Regions from separate parts of the Danio rerio genome. Here region 1 is linked to region 2. Evidence: chromatin contacts called from public Hi-C data. All regions are on one chromosome and are shown on one strand. The core of a region is the stretch at or near the end of the contact, and the rest is flanking DNA. Distances in the headings are between cores, read along the strand shown.

Evidence for each region. Hi-C and Micro-C count contacts between places; a contact is called where the count stands out from the background.
Region 1: a contact with region 2 is called in a Hi-C map of skeletal muscle, with 4 times the contacts expected there. The contact joins two enhancer-like sites. A contact is called at or near these places in 7 of 18 Hi-C or Micro-C datasets (caudal fin, embryo, hematopoietic stem cells and 2 more) and 1 of 4 datasets of contacts at active chromatin or transcription factors (caudal fin).

What each region holds. Positions count from the first base shown.
Region 1 is chr19:34,193,089-34,200,347 of GRCz12tu, reverse strand. It overlaps a transcript of ripor2 not described here. Among named protein-coding and RNA genes, the nearest start is that of ripor2, 29 kb to the right of the region's middle. Within about 2 kb of position 2,712, at least 1 of the 62 cell types and tissues checked has an H3K27ac peak or open chromatin away from gene starts, as enhancers often do. A contact at or near this core is called in skeletal muscle, where this site is marked.
Region 2 is chr19:34,056,152-34,063,266 of GRCz12tu, reverse strand. It overlaps ripor2 (RHO family interacting cell polarization regulator 2), which reads left to right. Exons shown (of 23, transcript NM_001045026.1): 14 at 1-163; 15 at 4,068-4,240; 16 at 6,542-6,707; 17 at 6,876-7,008. Among named protein-coding and RNA genes, the nearest start is that of gmnn, 24 kb to the right of the region's middle. Within about 2 kb of position 4,141, at least 5 of the 62 cell types and tissues checked have an H3K27ac peak or open chromatin away from gene starts, as enhancers often do. A contact at or near this core is called in skeletal muscle, where this site is marked.

The sequences.
Region 1 (7,259 bases), core at 1,463-3,962, 140 kb before region 2:
TTATGCTCCATGCAACATTGATAAAACATTCAAATGAGTTAGAGTCCCCCCCGTACATTTGCATTTAGGTCTGTGTTCACATTTGTGTGTGAAGAAAAGTGGAGAAAGCATGAAGGGAGTGTGAAGGCATATATCATCCACAATGGCTCCTCTTCTAGCTCTGAGGTAAACACCATGGGTGTTTGGGATCAGGTGTTGGTCATGCTTTGACTCACACTGCGTGCTCTGATTGGCTAAAGGCCAGCACTGCTGATTGGAGATGGGTTTTTCTTTTTCTTTAGATTAATGGCAGACTTGTTTAACCATTGGTTTGCACAGATTTGAAATAACAAATAGTAGAATGTCTTTAGGTATGAGACGCTTTTCAAGATACATCGTGTATAAATCAAGGTTATAAAACTGCCAACATTTTCTGTTATACCATTCCTACGGTATATATTGGATTTTTTTAAACTTTTTTTTGTTTGTTTGTTTGCTTATTTGTTTTTTTAGGACAACAGTATCTCTTGCAGAAAAAATCCCAACAAGTCGTTTTAAATGGTAAAGAAATCAGTGTTTTGAAACTAATTAAAACAGCAATGATTCATTTGAATTATGTAGCCTGACATGTTTACTGGTCCAAAATATTTTGAATGTTTCTCATCATAAAATATGTCGAGTTCAAAGGGGGAAAAGTTTTAGTTTTTTTCCCAGACATTTTAAAGAACATACTCAGCAGTAACCACAATACTGTAAAACCATGATATTTTTATCCAGACTTATCATAACGTCAGAATCTTATCCATCATCAAAATCTAAAGTGTTGACCTACAACACTAATCAATGGCCATCAAATCAAAATGCTACCCTTGCTTAAAGACCTTTGATCTCAAAGGGATCAAGTTTTGCCTGGCTACACACTGTAAAACTTGTTACTGCCAAAAAATATATGCTGGATTAGTTGGTGGTTCATTAAGCCGTGACGACCTCTAAAATATAGTCTAACCAAAGGAAAATGAATGAACATGTTAAAGTAACAAACAGTTGCAGGCAAAACTAATTCAAATGGACTATTTAAAACAGTCGACGGCCCTCTCGTAATTTCTTTCAGAACATTCAAATGTACATAACACAAAGATGCAGGATTTCAATTTTTTTCAGCATGTTAATATTTAGCAATATTCAAACAATAGGATATGAGAGGCTGTGCCAAATCCATAATGCCCAATCAGTCTTACCTAATTACTTTACTGCTCTAATTTTATCTTTTAAACATAAACATTTAAAAATGTGTCAAACATAAGTTTAGAAGATTTCAAAACCACATTTTGTATTGTCATTTGATGGCTAATGTTTGGTTGCAAATATGTTAGTTCCTTGAGAGAGGATAATATATGACATTTCTAACTTTGTGTCAGAGTTGTCTTTTTCTGCAGTCTTGTGGCTGAGAGAGAGAGAGAGAGAGAAAGAGAGAGAGAGAGAGGGCAGAAGACATGTGATAGCTAGAGATAGGCAGGCACTGCAGCACATGTGTGCATTAGCCTGAGTAGACTGACAGAGAGTTTGAAAGGAGCAGTAAATGACGAGGTTTACTTTGCCCATAATCACCATAAGTTACTGTAAGCGTTTGTCTACACAACCAAGTACAAAATATGCAAATATGGCCAACTTAGAAACGTCTTAATGCATTTTATTGTGACATTTAAGCTGAAGGATGGTAATTACGACATAATTACTGTATGTTTCACTGTGATTTAACTGCAGGGGACGCTATTTGGTTAGCCACAGCTTAGTCTGCTTGTACTCAAGCGATGATGGTTTGGCTCAGATGAGCATAATCCTGTGAAATTAATCAGATGTTTATTAAATAGGACATGATGCTGATTCGCTGGTACTTTTGTCTGAATCTCGCCTCCCCCATGTCAGAATTAGTACAGCACTAACCCTGTTTTTAATACCGCCAAGGAAAGCAGAGAGAGAGAGAGAGAGAGAGAGAGAGAGATAGAAACAGAGAGATGAAATCCTGTTTTAAGTGTGACAGAATAGATTTAGTTCAGGCTCATCAGCCGAGTGTCCCGTGACAACAGCAAGAGCCCATGACCTCAGAATGCCTCATGGCTAATTAAGGGCAGATATGTTTTAGCTTAGCAGCAGAGGTGCAAATCATTTGCCTACACACCGAAACATAACTGCTTCTCTGGGAATGTTGACCATGTGCCATGAATTCTGCCTCTGTCACTCCTAGATTATTAATTTCCATCTGCTTCTCATTTGGGGAGAGTCTGATCTCTGCTATGCTATCTCAGACATAGCATTTGTCTGCCTTTTTCACAGATGTTGTACATTCGCTGATTTGACATGTTCTGAAGTGTTATTTTAGGCATCTTCTAAACAGATGCAGTTAGAAAAAAAGGCTGCTAGTCTAACTGTTGGGACATCAAGAAGCGTAACAAATGCAGGGTGTAGTACAGTGAACACACCATATGAGATAAAAATGATCAACAATGAGTATTAAGCAGTCTCCTATGTCAATTAGATGAGGGGAAACTGAAGTGAATGTAGTTTCAATTCTGCATTTAATCCACGGTACTGTAAATTCAGTATTGTAATTACCGTAATTTCAAGATTAAAAGCACATGTTTTATCCGGAGCTGCTCATGTTGTTGGATTTAGGATTTTTTAATGTTTGAAAAGCTGTAAATATTTTATATTTCTCAGAGAATTTACAATTTGTATTCACCAGGTGTACAGTAGACTTAAATACTGTTAAGTATTGCCTACTTTGAGTTTTACATCAGGCATAAGTGAAGTTAATTTCTAAACTAATTTAGAGAGGATCTTGTGCTTGTGATTGATCACGGCTGATCCCTCTTTAGCTAACATATGGAATGACCAATCAGATTCATTCATTGTAATGTAATGTAATGTGTATTTATATAGCGCATTTATTGTGTATGGCCATACACCCAAAGCTCAGGACAACGGCGCCAGTGCGCTTACCACACACCAGCTATTGGTGGAGTGGAGAGACAGTGATGGAGTTATTTTGGTGGAAGGGGAGGATTGGGAAACCATGAACGTAAGGGCCGATAGAGGGACTTTGGCTGGGACACCAGGGTTACCCCCCTGCTCTTTAATGAGAAGTGCCATGGGATTTTTAATGACCACAGAGAGTCAGGACCTTGGTTTAACGTCTTATCTGAAAGACGGCGCCCACTGACAGTATAGTGTCCCCTTCACTTTTACTGGGGCATTAGGACTCACACAGACCACAACCCCTGCTGACCTCACTAACCATACTTCCAACAGCAACCTAGTGTTCCCTAGTGGTCTCCCATCCAGGTACCAACCAGGCTCAGCCCTGCTTAACTTCAGTGAGTAACCGGTCTTGGGCTGCAGAGTGATATGGCTGTGGCAATATCATTGGTTCATTTTCTTTTCGGTTTAGTCCCTTTAAAAATCTGGAGTCACCACAGCGGAATGAACCACCAACTCATCCAGCATATCGTCACCTTGGAATTATAAGGTTGTATCTGCATTCTGAATGATTTTGAGATATTGAGCTTCAAAGTTTTTGCATTTCATAGCGAACAGTATGTGTGTAACATTTGTTTTTTTTCAACAAAAATATTTTAATAACTCAATTTGGACAAAAATGTCAGATAGAACCTTATTATTTTAAGGTGACAATATATTTTTCAATAAGCGGATGCCTTTCCAGCCGCAACCCATCACTGGGAAACATCCATACACACTCATACACTACAGTCAATGCGCTCCGGTTTTCCCCCACAGCCCAAATACATGCAGTATAAGTGAACTGAATGAAGTAAAATGGCTGTAGTGTATAAGTGCATGTGTAAATGCAAGGGCGTATGGGTGATTCCCAGTAATGGGTTGTGGCTGGAAGGGCATATAAAATATGCCGGAATAGTTTGTGGTTCATTCCGCTGTGGATAAATCATGGACTAAGCTGAAGAAAAATTAATAAATAAATTACATTCCAATATGTCTAAGCATGTATGCAGATGCCACAATATCAGGCCTGTAGTCAGGGGGGGTTCGGGTGGTTAGGAAAACAAAGGTCCAAAATTTGTCCCATACATGTGCTCATTTGTCCTATTTTTTACTGCTGTGCCTTAATAAATTGTGAAAATAACACATCGAAAAAGGCTTTAAGACCAAGCAGAATCCTGTGTTGGCTATCAGTACAGAATAAGGTACACTGAATTTGGCAATTTTTGTGCCAAATTCAATGTCCCAAATTTGGACTGAGGAAAGTTGAATGTGCTGTCCAGTTTGTTATTTGCCTCATAAAACAATCTTTTTTAAATTTAATAACAGATTCCTATTTTTTCTAATGATATATGAAGTGATAAATAAGGTTTTTTAAATTAAGTATTGTATTTTTGTGTATATATTATTCTATTATTTCTTTATTTTTTAGGAAATGTTTTTGATACATAAAAAAGTGTGATCATGTGACAAGCTAATCCAACAAAAAGTGCTTAAAATGCAGAATTTAAAGCTCAAAATTAAACAGAAAATGAGGCGAATAACTGCAAAGAAACTTTTTGAAAGAAAAGAACTAAGCCTTTCACCAGGCTGGCTACGGGCCTGAATATCTATAAATTCACATTGTGATGTATAATGCCTCCAAATACCATATCCCAAAGACATGTCAGTCAACTTAATGTTGGCAATCCTACATTTGCAAAAAAAAGTGTGAGAAATCATTTCTTTTTGGCTAGTTTTATTTATTTATTTATTTAGTGAAAACAGTAACACATTTAACAAAATTGGTTTGTCTAGCGATTGCTTTTAAACACTTCAGTAAAGTATTTCATCAGCCTGAAGTGTTTGGTGACATTTAAATACATGTCTCAAACCGATACAAAGGATTGTCTCCATATTTGTGTTGTGTTTCGGTTGTGTCATAAAATAATGCCACTGTCCTTCACTGTGGTGTTTCTGCATCTCTTTTGTGTATATAAAGAGACTGACAGCTCGCCGTGCACTGTAGATAAAAAGATAATCTGCGTGAATTAAACTCCGCTCCACCCGTATTTAAACTAATTGTTAGGAACGCCTCACCATTTCTTACAGATGAAACACACACACATAGCTTTGGGGGGCCTTATTTCATTTCAAAGACTCCTTTCATCTTTGTGAAGAGTGGATCTGGGTAGTCTGGGCTATTATTTCTAGCCTCACATGTAGACATGTTGAAGAGGTGTTTGTACCAGCAAGACAAAAGGCGGCAGGACTGGATCCTCTCCACATGAGGGGCTTGAAGGTGTCTGAGGGGTGGCGAAAGACCCCACTGTATCACAGCCTGTGGTGTCTTTGGGGACAAGAGCTGTCTGCTGTCTGACTTCACCTGCAGAGACGGCCTTTGAAGAGAACAAAAAATACAGCGCACCAGAAACTGGAAAAGCATAATGGGTGAAACACCAGCAGAGCGTCTGGCTATATAGAATCCATTGTTGCCGGAGTTAAAATGCAGGCTGGCTCGCTTCAATTTCCTCCAAGGCTCTTGTTGAAGATTTGGATAAAGGTGCGATATTGATTCACACTTGAGGAAAAGACAGGCCTTTGTAAAGAGTAAAGCCTTCCGACAAGACAGACTGCGTACATCCTCAAAGAGATGCCTGATTGGGGTGATTTATCGGATCTGCTCAACATTGATTTTCACCCCGATTGACCCCAGAGACTTTTTCAAGGTCTTGATCAGTCTTTAAGATAAGTAAGATTGACAGAATTCGTAAATACCTCCTTTAGTGTATATGTTAGTCTTAAAGTGGTGGTTATTCAAAAAACTATATAGACTGTAGATGTTTGTGTTACATACCAATGACAGAAATTTTTTTTTTTTTTTAAATAAATAACATTAAATGTCTAACGTTGTTCATTATAAACAACATTGAGGGATTCTTGGAAACACTTGGTCAGTCTTGGAAAGCTATCAAAAGATAAAAATTAAAAATAGATGTACATCCCAAAACCAGAAAAAGTTGGGACAGTTTGGAAAACGCGAATACAAAAAGAAAGAGGTGATTTCTACATTTACTTGTTTTTTATTGTAGACAATACAACAAACATTATTTCAAGAGTTCACACTTAGCTGATGATTGATTATAAAGCTTGTTTGGCATGCTGTCCCGGCAGAGCCCATGTGCTCATAAGATCCTCAAGCCCGGGGCCCCCTCCCATTTGCAAGGCAAGAGGGGAGTTTGAGCTCAGGTAGATCTCGAGAACTCCCCTGCTTTAGAGGCTAATGAACAGATAGTGATTGCTCTTAAGAGATATCTATTTACTGGGAGCCCGTCTATGGTGTCGATTTGGATTAGTCAATTAGCTTAAGTTGCATGTTTTTGTATGGTGGGGGGAACCCGGGGGAAACCCACGTGAGCACGGTAAGAACATGTAAACTCCACTCAGAAACGTCGGCTGGCTTGGTAAGGACTAGTACCAGTTACGATGTTGCTGTGAGGCAACAGTGCTAACCACTGGGCCACCATGCCACCCATCTAGGAAAGGAGCAGGGGTGGAAGGGGGGATTCCTCAAAAAAAGATGGCTGTTATATTGATCTTAGGGTATTTAAAGTGGCTTAGAAATAGTTTGATTTGTGAATCATAAATTGGATAATGTGGAACTAGCCGTAAGCAATCATAAGCATGTGATCCTCTTGAATTTAGTTTATAAATAAACTTTACTTGATGTGTCCTTCGTGATTGTTATAGTTTGCATTTTTAGTTTTAGAATAAACATGTAGTCTAATTTTGCAACCAATTCCTAAAAAGAGTTAGGACAGGAGCAATTTCGGGCTAGTAATCAGGTAATTAGGTTAAATAATGATGAGTGATTTGAAACAGGTGATGTCAACAGGTGATTGTAATTTTCATTTGGTACAAAAGCAGCATCCAAGAAAGGTCAAGTCAAGAGATGCCCAAAGTAGGGCCCACGGGTCAAAGTAACTTTTGTTTTGGCCCACTGTCCCATCTGAAAAGAGGGAGAAGGGATGTGAAAGTGGGATGGGAAGGTGGTTTGGGCAAATACCTTTGCCAGAGATTGTGATTTCGAATTTAATGTAACCTTTTGTTTGTTTGTTTTATTGCTGAGCTACAAAAAGCAGATTGAAATAAAATGTTTCAATTAAATGTTGTAAATGAATCAGACTGTGACTTGATAGATAGCAGACAATGCACAAGACATCAGCGAGCAAATCAAGGCAAAGGTAGGAGCAGCTCGACTAGTGTTTTCAACATCAAACTCCATT
Region 2 (7,115 bases), core at 2,892-5,391:
CAGTGCTCTGAGCTGGGCTGGAGAGAACAGCAGGACTTTTATGGAGAGCAGTCTGGAGGAGGTCATTCAGTCGCTGCTCCTGCGGCTAGAGAGTTTAGGGCAGCGCTGCGGGGAACTGCAGGACCTGGAGCAGGAAGTCATGAGACTTGAAGACCTGCTCAAGGTGAATGAGCTCTCTGTGATCTTTACTTAAAAGAGTCAAGCCTGTGGGAACTTTGATGTCCAAACAATATCCAGTTAACATTGGCGTAAAAAAAAAAAAAAATGTCAAAAACGCAAATTGATTTGATGTCAAATCTGATTGACCACCAAAGTAAAAACACAAAAGTATTATAATATAAGCAAAGTTTAATTCAAACTTTACTTTGCGTTTTTACAATCAGTGTTGGGGAAACGCATTATAAGTAACGTGAGTTAAGTAATAAAACCAGTTTTTAAAGTAATGAGTAGGGCCAGACAGAATCTGCAGACATTTTGTGGTGAAGTTATAAAAAAAACTGAAGTATCATAACTAAAATCTTAATATATGAAATAAAAAATTATGTATTTTTGACTTTTATTTAATGTTTACAATGCAAATCCAATTGGATCCACTTATTTGGTAAGCAAAACAAGTCTCTCATATGATTTATCTTCTAAAAATTAAAACTATTACTTTGCAAACTGTATTGTAAATAAATTTACATACATTTACACAAGTAAATACATAGACTCAATGATGGGATAAAACTCTGCAGAAATCTGTGGATTTCTGCACGTGCAGATTCCGTGTGGGTCTAGTAATGAGTAAAGTAACTCATTACTTTTAAAAAATAAGTAAAAATATTTGAGTTACTTTTTAAAAATGTAATGCGAGTAACTTCTAAAGTTAATTCACTTTTAAAAAAATAAATTGCTGAATTAAAATTAATGTAGTCTTGAATCCTGGGCTAATGAGACAATACAGGAACCTACAGAAATTAAGATGGCAGAGCCCTACATTTCTGCAATGGAAATATTCTCTTTATTTGGAACATATGGAAGAAAAGGAAAAGAGGATTACATAAAAAGGACAGTTATTTTTACTTTTTTAAGACAAAAAAGTAGCAAATGCATTGCTTTCAGCTGTAATTAATTTGTAAATATGCCATATATAGCTCTGGGGTCAGGAAATTGATAATAATTTTTATGTTTTTTTTTTATGGAAAATTAAGTTCTAGAAGTGATCAAGCCTCAGCTAGGCCAAAAAAAAAAGCAAAAATAACTCAAAAGTAACATAACATTACTTTCCATAAAAAAGTAACTAAGTAAAGCAACTAGTTAGGGCTGGGTGATTTGGCCTAAAATCAAAATCTTGATTCATTGAACATTGAACACAGTTGATTACAATTAAAGAATGAAGGCTGAGCCAGGCCGCATGCAATCGCTTGGGAGAAGTATAATATAAGAATAATATAATAAGTATAAATCATATTATAATAAGTATATATTAGCCTTAACAGAGCAGGGTCACAAGACTCCACACACGATAGGTAAAGTTAAGTAAAAAAATTGACCTTTGATTGAAAAATTTGATCGATTATATGTTATGAATGTCAATTTCGATTACTTTTCGATTAATTGCCCAGCCCTACAACTAGTTACTTTTTTTGGGGAGTAACTCAATGTTGAAATGCATTACTTTCTAAAGTAACTTTCCCCAACACTGCCTACAATGCATCTAGCATTGTTGTCAAAAGATTTATCATAAATTGATTACAGGACAGTTCTGTAATAACTTTTTTTAAGTTGTTTTTTGACACCAATGTACGATGTCAATTTGATGTCGTTTTGATTTTATCGATGTGGTTTTGACATCAAGGTGCTGCCTATGACGGGCTTTTCAGTAATTTTTATATTTGTCGTTCTTGGTGCTGGCCCAGAAATTAAAATTCAGACACAATTTATGCACCCTCAAGTGTTCCCATTTCTTTTGGACACAAACCTTTTTTGAATAATGGTGGAAACCAGTAGCAATTGATTTTTGTAGTACTTTATTAATTCTATTTTATTGAACATTTTACATGTTTAACTATAGACAACAAAGCTTGAGATCCACCCAACAGAAAGGTAAAATATATTTAAAAATCAGGATTGATTTTCTTGTTGGCGCCATTTTGTTGGTATATTCCAAACTAATAATGTCCAGTAGTTAGAGTTTCCAAGAAAGATCAACTGGAGTGGATGGATCCAGTCATAGTTTCAGGAAAAGTTTTTGCAGCAGTCAGAACATTGGACAGAATCCTTGTTTGATTGATGGATAGAGCGAGTGATGATGTGTCCAGCAGGAGAAAACCTAATTGGTTGCACTGGATGACTTTTGTAGTATAGTTTAATACTATGGATGGTAATGGCTTCCAGTTTTCAGCGTTCCTCAAAATTGAAGTTCACATTTACTATTGCGAAGCAAACTTTGCTTGTTTCATTCAATAGGTATCCATCTGTAGTTTTGCACAAGGGTTAATAAGTTATGCATGCAAATTTCACCCATGTTCAATTTAGTCATATTCTTTGAGTTGACCTTCAGACACTACTTGGTTTGAAAGGGATTTTTGTATTAAAGGGGTAGTTCACCCAAAAAATGCTAATTTTCTCATTTGCTTGCACTTAAGTGGTTAACAAAGCAAAGCAAGATATTCTGACAAATGTTGGAAAAAACATTGACATCTATAGTAGGAAGAAAAAAAATAGAAAGGAAGTTAATCGCTGTTTATGTCTTCTTTTGTGTCCAACTGAAGAAAGAAATTTGAACATGTTTGAAACAAGTGGACAATGAGTAAATGATGACATTTTTTTTGTTGTTGTTGTTGACGAACACATTCGACTAAATTAGTTTCAGAATATAAATGCCTATGTGGTTAAGTACATTTAAAAACCCATCCTCGAGTGAAATCCACAAGTGTTCACAAGAGACACATCTGAATGGTTATGTGTATCGTCTGACCAAATCAGCCGAGACATGATCAGATCACTGAAAACACTTGATATGATATGGAAACAGAGACTAGTGACTTCTGTTTGGCCTATGCTTTAAACATGACTGCATTATTGACAATAGATATTTCATACTTTTTGTACCTGCGAAATTGATAATGCTACCCCACCTTTACTATTGATTAAGTATGAAGCTTAATCTGTTTAATAACCAACGTGAACTTAAAATAATAATTTATTGTCCACACTGATCTTGTGGTTCTTGAGTCTGGATTTTGATGCCGTTAGTCTTGATTTAGGACACTTGACTCTTGTACTCAGGACAGCTTGGATACTGTTACATCTGTCTAGCACAAGGGTGTCTAATCCTGCTCCTGGAGTACCAGTATCCTGTGTATTCTGGCTCCAACCAGCTCCAATACACTTTACTGTTAGTTTCCTAAGCATTTGGAAGGTGAACATGCAATCTTTAGCCAAAACATCCACTGCCAGAGGCTATTTTGTGATTTTCTGCAAGGTGCCTGACATGACCATGCTGATACGCTTTTTCCAATGGTAATACAGACCCTCGCAGCTAGTAAGAGAATCTCTGTGTCATGTAATCCTGAAGAACTTGATTAGCTGGAATGTTTAATTAGGGTTGGATCCAAACTCTACATGACAGTGGTTCTCCAGGGGCAGGTTTGACATACCAGTTCTACCACATTTAATTTAGCAAAAGTGCAATTTATACACTAAAAAACAAATAAACAAATAAATACATAGAGTTCTTACAGATTTAGTCTGATTTCTAGTCTAAAAATATTTGAATCAAGTAGCATTTTCTAGACAAAATAATGTCGTTTTCAGAAAGTCAAAAGTTTTTCCTTAAAACAAGCGAAGTAATCTGCCGAGTGGTAAGCAGAAATAAACTTGTTCACATTATTTTTTTACCCACCTGACAGATTATTTAGCTTTTTTTTTTCTGAAAATGCTTATTTGATTTAAGGATTTTCAGATATTTATATTTGAAATGAGTCAAACCCTCTGAGTATACAAAATTCTTACCCTCTGTGAACCATGCAGACATTTTTGTGACCTCATTGTTTTGAATAAGGCTTATTGTTTCTCCTCAGTGTCGAGTGCATGCCCATAGGAGCCGCTCATCAAGCCTCAGTTTGACGGTAGAAAGCGCTCTGGAAAGTTTTGACTTCCTCAACACCTCTGACTTCGATGACGATGACACAGGAGATGACGCTGGCACTCTCTCACGTGCTGTCTTCTTTGACATGGAGTCAGAGAGAATGGGGTGAGTTCAACATTACACCCTTTGCTGATCTGGGATGCATCTGAAACCACACACTTTCCTGCTATATAGTAAGCCAAAGACAACTATGTGACATAAGAGGTTTATATGAGTTAACGCTTGAGTAAATTTCAAATACCTACTATTTTCTCTTGTGAGATTCTAAGGTGTGTCTGTAATATATAATTTATTATCCCGCTAGTAGACCAAGGCAGAAGATTTGTAAATGGCATTAAAGCTGGGGTCTCAAACTGCCAGCCCGCGGGCCTTTTACAGCCTGCCTTCCTCCTCCCACCGGCCTGCAACTGACGTTAAAAATATAACGAGATTTGGCCCACCAAAACATTTTTTGAACCACGTATGTGCTCTATTTTTACTAAAGCTCTATCTTTATGAATATTCAAGGGTCTTTTGATTATTATCAGTTTTATACCACCTGTAATTTGTTGTGCAAACACTTCTTCATGGCTTACATGTTATGCTGGTGGTGTAACAAAGATGATAATTTTGCTAATATTCGATTCAAATGGTCTCTTTTAATAGATTTTCCCCATTAAATATAGATTATGCTTATTAGGATTTGCATAAAAATAAAAACTATGTACATTAGTAAAATTATACAGCTGGTTGAGTTGAACTTGTTAAAGGAAAGGTGAATATATACTTACTTTTCCCCTCTTTGCTTTTCCAAAAAAAATAAAAAAACAAAGATTGAGAAGAACAATTGCTGTTAAAGTAACTTAAGTAACCCAGACTGCTTTCTGTTGTTCTTATGCTACTGGGACAATACAATTGGTTGGGGCAGAATAATAATAATTATGCCTATTATTTGTAGCAATTTAAACAACCCCTTCAATATGTACAACAAGAAACAAAAAGCTAGAGTTTTGACTACATATACTCTGTGGAAGAATGATGCTCGGCCATACACATAACAGCCACAGATATTTCAGCAGCTGATGTGTGACATGATAAACATGCTGATATGTGTTATCACTAACAGGTAATGCTTAAAATATAAACGTCATCTGTTGTCCTAAGATGCTTCAATTACATCAGGTTTCCACAAAACGGCCCTCTTATGAATTGTCGGTCACTGAAATGGCCCTCTGCCAATTTGAGTTTAAAACCCCTACATTAAAGGGATACTAACTAATAGTCGTGATGATGATTTATAGAGACAGTGCATAACATGTCATAATCGGCAACCGGGGGCAGAACAATCCAAGATGGATTGACATTAAATTGTATTGCAGGAAGCTGCCTCCGTCATTTTTGATCAATAGCAAAAACAAAACAATATCTAAAAACTGCTATGCTAAGTTGAACAGTAAAATAGCTAAAAAAAAAAACCCTACATTTTTTAGGCTGTCAACCCCTAAAACAAGCATTTAAAGGTGCTGTGTCTAAGTTTTTCACTCTTCTAAAGCATAAAAATACTATAATGTTTGCAGAAATCTAAGAAACATGCTAAGTGAGCTAGCAATTATCTGAAAAACAAGGCTAAAGTCAGATAATCTGCTTTGAAAATGTTATATATGATATCTGACTTTCCAGTAGTAAAATGTCCACCTTACACACAGGCCTACTGAGTGTCAGGACCCCACAATTTACCCATTCTTCCAGCTGATGCTTCACGTCCATTGCCTCCCTGCAGAAAAATCCAGCTTAAACCAGCCTAGGCTGGTTGGCTGGCTTTAGCTGGTCGTCCAGGCTGGTTTTAGAGGGGTTTTGGCCATTTCCAGGCTGGTTTTCAGCCATTTCCAGCCTGGTCTTAGCTGGTCAGGCTGGAAACTGACCAGCTAAAACCAGCTTGACCAGCCTGGTTTAAGCTGGACATAGCTGGTTTTGACTGGGCTCCCAGCCTGGCTAGGCTGGTCAAGCTGGTTTAAGCTGGTCATCTTCCAGCCTGACCAGCTAAGACCAGGCTTGAAATGGCTGGAAACCGGCCTGGAAATGGTCAAAACCCCTCTAAAACCTGGTTTAAGCTGGATTTTTCAGTAGGGCTGGATCCACATTTGTCACCCTTAAACCGCTAGCTTTTATGGTTTGGTAGCTTATAAAACTTAGCTCTGTTTTTTTTTAGCTTGTTTGGAGTAGTACACCATGTCACATGGCAGTTTTGGGCATTTTTTGTAATATGTTAGGAATGACGAAAGCAGCTTGCAGCAATAGAGAGTCAAAGGAGAGGATTATTTATCCGTTTAAAGACGTAGCTATAGTTTCTCCCAGTGACTCATACTTGTGATTTTGCATTATGCAGTGCCCTCTATCGGTGACAGGATGTCTTTACATGTCCAACAGGTCAGGTCAACATCCAGAAGCGCGAGGCCATCTGAGTGAAGCCCTCACAGAGGACACAGGCGTGGGGAACAGTGTGGCCGGCAGCCCTTTGCCCCTCACGACAGGAAACGAGAACCTAGACGTAGCCGTCGTCATTCATCTGCAATACTGCAATCATCTCATTCAGGTGAGTCAGGGTGTCCGCAATTCACAGCTTAATTTCTTTATTCTCTGGTGATTTTCTTTGACTGTAACATTGAACATGGTCCCTCAACAGCGGATGTATGGCATAGACAGTGTATAATTTAGTTTTGTTGTTTTAAAATGCTGATGTTTCTCTATGTATGGGATGCAGTTGTTGACTTCAGGAGGAAGCCAGTCACAGCATAAGACATACCTGCACAAACTAGCAACTCAAACTCTGCTGTTGGAGGAGCTCAGTGAGAGGAACTTTGACAGACCGAGCAGCTGCACTTCAGTGCCTGATGGTGAGCGTAATTTACAAACATTTTAATGTTATGGTTTGACAGGATAAGGCCTGTCACGATAATGAATTTTTGTTGTGCGATATATTGTCACAGAAATTCTTGCGATA